Regions from separate parts of the Dromaius novaehollandiae genome. Here region 2 is linked to region 1. Evidence: chromatin contacts called from public Hi-C data. All regions are on one chromosome and are shown on one strand. Each heading gives the region's core, a stretch centred on a gene start, on an enhancer-like site or on the middle of the called end of the contact. The rest is flanking DNA. Distances are from core to core; before and after follow the strand shown.

Region 1 (2,700 bases), core at 72-2,571:
GGAGACTTGAAGTTCTCTTAATGTATTTTTATCTTCAAAAGTCAAGCAGCTCTCTTAAGTATTCTTATGGTTTTATTTCTACAAAACCATACCAATAGAAGGACACTGTCAAATACGCTGGGCCTCAGATCTGGTGTGCTATTTGATGTTTACAATGCAATAGTGAATATCCTGGTTAGTTGTAGTCTTTCTAGTCCTCGCGCAGGGAACCAGCTGTAGGACTCCTCAGCAGAAGAAGCTGTGAAGCAGTTGTTCCCTCATCCTTCTACTTTTGGCTATCGTCTCAGAAGTGAAGCTTTTCTGCAACTGCTTTTGAAGTTCGGGTATCTATAGCCTCAGCCATTACTTACCTCTTCTGATCTCCCTTCCTCCCTGCTGTGCTGGAGTGCTTTGGCATGGTCACGCTCAGCAGCCTTTAGGGCATTCAGAGCCCCCCCCCGCCCCCCCGCCCCCCATCTCTCCCGGTGCTGCGAGCCTCACCTGGCAGTAGCCTGAGTGGAAGCTATGCAAGGCTCATTACCAGCAGTGGAAAAAACACTGTTTAAATGTCCTCGCTTCTGTTTCTGCCCTTTAGCATATATTCTTATTGAAATATTCTTTTTTCAACCTGTTTCAAAAGACTTTTTTTTCCTAGTCAGTATTAATGTGCTAGATATTTAAACTCTACTGAGGCAAATATTTTGAGTTGTGTACCCTTGGTGCAGATGAGATTAACCGAAGACTGACATCTGCAAATATTTAGAATGGTGTATGGTACACTTGCTTCAGTCTCACTAAAACTAATGAATTAAGTTTGTAAAGTTGTATACCTTATATCTTTATTTTCAGTCACTTGTATCTTGATTCTGTATACCGAATCATTATTTTTCAGTATTTGCAATCTACATCCCCAGGCCATTTCTTGGACGTTTATGCAATTAGTTTAATGAACTTTGCTTCGAAGTTGCTGTGTGATTAACAGTCATTAGCTCCTAGGCTTGCCAGATTTACAAATTACTTAGAGATGTCACGTTCTGCAGTTAATTTTTCGCACTCACAGTATAGAGCCCAAACATTTTTGTGGCAAATTCACCCAGCTAACAGGCAATGGGAGAAAGCCGGGAGATGGCTGTACAGGTACAGCGATCTCCTGCCGTCCTGCATCTTCCCTTTCTGCGATCGCCAGAGCAAGTCACGTTTAAGAGAGTTGCTGCGCGGTTTGTCGGGATCCGTTACCAGTGCATTGCTCTTCCACGTAGGCTGCGTTAAATGTTTATTTTTTGAGAGCGGGGGAGGGAGCCTGCAAGCCCCGCTCCGCGGCGGAGTCGCGGCGCCTCGGCGCTGCGCCGCCCCCGCGCTGCCTCGCCGCCGCCGGCCCCGCGCCCCGCTCCGGCCGAGCCGCCCCGCCGCGCACGCCCGCAGCTCGCGGGCAGCGGCAGCAGGCGGCGAGCGCCCGCGGCGCGGACCTGGTTACCGAGCCGCTTCCTCCGGCTGCGGGAGAACCCGCCGTTCCCGGGCTGCGGCCGCCGGGCGCTGCGGCCCGCGGGCAGGCGGCGCCCGGGGCGCGGCGGGGCGGAGCGGAGCGGAGCGGGCTCGCCGGGCCGGGCCCGGCCTCTGCCGCTCCGCGCCGCCCGCCTCGGGCCGGGCTGCGGCGGGAGCGCGGCCCGCCGCGCCGCCCGCCCCCGGCGGAGCAGACCATTGCGGCTCGCCGAGGAGGTGAGGCACCTGTCACCGCCGGCTGGCGGCGGCCGCGCCGTGCCGGAGGGGGCGGGCGGCGGGCGGGAGCGGGGCTGCGGCGGGGCGCGGCGCGGCGGCTCTCCTCCCCCGTGCCGTGCCGTGCCGTGCCGCGCCGCGCCACGGGTGTGCGCGCGGACCCGTGTCGGTGCCCCAGCCGCCGCCGCCGCCTGCAATGGCGTTGAGGCGCCGCGGCGGTTGCCGCCTCCTGTCAGGCGGGCGGCGGCAGCGGCCGTTCTCCACGGAGGCGCCGAGCAGCCGGCGGCCGCGCTGAGGCGGGCGGCGCGGCGGGGTAAGGAAGCGCGCGCGCCGCGGGCAGAGCGCGGGGGAGCCGCCGCGAGCCGCTTTTGTTCCCTGGCGCCCGCCGGGCCCGGCCGAGCCGCGGCTGCGCCCGCCGCGAGGTGCTGCCTGCCGCCCGCGGCCCGCGCCTTCCCGCCTGCGCGCCGCGCGGCCCCGGCGCTGCCCGCCCCGCTGAACTTCGTGTCCTCCCGCGTCCTTCCCCGAGAGCCGCCGGCAGGGCGGGGAGGGGGCGCGGGGGTCGCTCGCGCAGGTAGGCGGGACCGCTCGGCTGCGCTCCGGCCGTTGGCGCGTGCCTCTCCCAACCGCCCGCGGCCGTTGGGGGCCGCGCGCCCCGCTCCCGCCGCCGCCCCTCGGCGCGGCGCGGCGCGGCGCGGCCGGGCGCGTTTCCCGGGGCGTCCTGCCGCATCGCCCAACGTGATGTGGCTTCGCCGTGCGGGTGTATGTGCGTGTGCGCGTCCGCCCCGCGCTTGCTTGCGGCGCCCAGCGGGCGCAGGGCGGCCTCGTTCGCCGTGCGGCGCCGCCCGCCCCGGCGGTGCGCAGTCCCCGGAGCCGCGGGGCTGGGAGCCGATCCCGCCTGCAGCCGCCTGCCTGCGGCTCCCGGGGCCCTGCCGTGCTCCGCGCGGTGCTAAAAACGCTGCCGGGGACGAGGGGCAACTTTTCGTAGCTGGATTTCACTTTCTGTGCTAT
Region 2 (2,700 bases), core at 146-2,645, 190 kb after region 1:
ACTGGGGGCTGGTCTTTTTCCTTCCCCCAACATTATTACAGGTCTGAACACAATACCTCAGGAAAGCACTTTACTTTATGAAGTGTTTTTTATTCAAAAGCAGTTAGGTATGAGGTACTCACAAATTTCACAATTCTCCATGAATTGTTCTGTAACATTTCTATGGCACACTTGCCCTAGCATGGACCTGGGGAGCATTGCCATGGACGGATGCCCTGCAAATCCTCGCGGGGCTGGCTCAGAAGACTGGCCCCTGGAAACCCAAGGAGCACAGGGGCTGCCACGACTTCTGATATGACCTGATTCACATCTCCTCATCAGCCCACTTGGCAGCTGAAGTTGCAGGAGGTCAGGAAGAATAAGCATGAAAATATCTTCTTATTGGTTGCGATGCCAGCCCATTTATCAAGAGTGTGAAGTCTCCTACTAGCTGTGGTCTCACCAGGAGCCCAAGTGGGTGCAGATGCCATCAGGGCTGTGTGAACCGCTTGTGCATGGTGCATGGCAGCACTCACAGTGGCCAGGTGTGGGTTTGCATGCATCCTCACACACTGCTGCTGGCCCACGGACAGGGACAGGGCTGGCAGGGCACATGGAAGAACAAAAACGGAGGTAGGGGTAACCATTCAGTGGGTGATGGGGTTGTGAGGGAGAGAGAGGGGCTCTCAATTTAGATGAAGGGTAATTTAGACGATGGAGAGGGAGTAAGAAGAGACAATGGAGCCACATGGCCTCCTGGCACCTGTGAGTCTAGGGAAATCCTGCCGCTCAGGATGTTATGCACGAGTTTGGGCTAGATAGGGTGATCCCTAGTGGCTTTGCGGGTCAGGGCATCTCTGAGACCTCCATGGCAGGGGTGCTGCTTTGGAGGCCTGCCTGATGGCTGCAGGAACGTAATCAGGACTGATGTGCCTAGCACTGTCCTGGGAAAGAGTGAGCAGCCTCCCCCAGGAAGAGCACCTTTTTGTTAAATGTGCTAGTTAAAAGGCATCTGCAGAGAGACCATCACCTCTCGCTGAAGTAATCAGCAATGGTAACCATGAAAAGAAACATGAGTGTTTCTCCTGCCCAGGACTACTGTCTTTTAATGTGAGTGTATGGCAGGAGCAGAGGGTAACCATGTGCTTAATGAAGCTTGAGGTATATAAAACCCATAAAGATCATTCTTATTTTGGTGTTATTGCTAGTGTGTCTGTCCCCGCTTTCATAAAAAGAGTGTGGTGATATCCAAGAGTGGCATTTCAATGCTTGAAATGCTCCTTATATAAATAGAACAAGCAGATCAGCATGACTTAGTGATAAAATTACCTTCTGGTCTCCAGGAACTTCAGCATGCAATTCTGCTCTAGGACCTCAGTGCGCCCCTCTTCACTGCACAAACAAATACATTTGGAAATGGAGCTGGAGGAGACGTACCAAGAAGGGGAGAATACGGAGGGGAGAATGACTCGAGCAGCAGCTGCCAAGTTGGTTAAAAAAGCTTTTCTTGAAGCCCTGAAATCAAATGACTATGAAACACTGGAAGAGCTCTTGAGCCAGAAGAAAATAGACGTGGACACAGTCTTTGAAGTGGAAGACGAAAACTTGATTCTGGCCTCCTACAAACAAGGTAAACACAACGGCAGGAAGTAGATGGGTTTGAGTAATTTAGAAGAAACTGTGGCCATTTGTCCCTTCAGACCCTACCATGCTTGTCGATTGACAGGCTGTAAAATTGCAGTAGTTTTATACTGAGAGCCGAGGAGGAGCCTGTGCCCTCCTCCGTGGAGGAGGTGGCAGCCGGGGCTACCTCCTGCACTGCGCGGGCGCCGCCGGAGAGGAGGTTGCTGGCCGGATCCGTGGGCTCAGCCAAGGGCAGGCCGGAGACCCAACCAAGCTTCTGTGTTGCTGGTTCAGGGAAGGCTAGAAAGAGGGGTCTTTTGCCTTTCCTCACATGAACTCAGGTGCAAAGCCCAGAATAGACCACGCAGCTAAACACGATATATAAATTTCTGACACGTACCTGGTATGTCACATAAACAGACCATTGAAAAACGTAAAATGTTCAGTGTCCTCCATTTTCAGTTTAAGAGAGTACTACAGTGACTTGTCCTTAGCTCAGTCCTCAGGAAGTCCTGTGGACCTTGAATGTTGCTGAATGGGAGATGCAGTTTTCAAAGTGAGGTGTGCTATTGTGTCTATCAAATCAGAACAAACCATTTGTAAAAATACCATGGAGGGGCACGACCAGGAAAGACATCTCAGCTTTTCCAGAGTATAGAAAAACAAACCTGTTCTCAGCCAGATACTGGCTGAGTTTCTAAAAACTTTTATCACTTTACAGCTCAAAGTGATAAAATAAGTTTGGTCTCCATTAAAATCAGCATGCTTCATTATTTACTTGCCAACAGATTCTTCCTGTGAATCTAAAAAAAACCCTAACCATCAGCCTTTGCCAGAAATTAAGCACACATGGAGATAAACACCTCCAGTCCCAGCAGCACAACAAATACACTTTTTTTCTGTGCCCTAAAGAAGGGACAACCATCCCACCTCTTCTCATTTGCTGTGTTTACCTGTCATTTAACAACTAGCTTCTGCTCTTTTGATTTCATAAGGGTGAGGATGATGCAGTCCTGGCTCTTTTCCTTGGTGAGCGAGTCTGAACTAACACACTCAGTGAGAAAAATATCTTAAAATACTTTCTTCTGTCCTCAGCAA

What was found. Hi-C and Micro-C count contacts between places; a contact is called where the count stands out from the background.
Region 2: a Hi-C map of liver shows a contact between it and region 1, with 7 times the contacts expected there. The contact joins the promoter of ASB4 here to the promoter of PPP1R9A in region 1. A contact is called at or near these places in 2 of 4 Hi-C or Micro-C datasets (brain and liver).

The regions. Positions count from the first base shown.
Region 1 is chr2:27,869,577-27,872,276 of bDroNov1.hap1, forward strand. It overlaps PPP1R9A (protein phosphatase 1 regulatory subunit 9A), which reads left to right and starts at 1,322. Exons shown (of 20, transcript XM_064506081.1): 1 at 1,322-1,695.
Region 2 is chr2:28,059,114-28,061,813 of bDroNov1.hap1, forward strand. ASB4 (ankyrin repeat and SOCS box containing 4) reads left to right here and starts at 1,396. Exons shown (of 5, transcript XM_026098795.2): 1 at 1,396-1,609. The coding sequence starts at 1,396.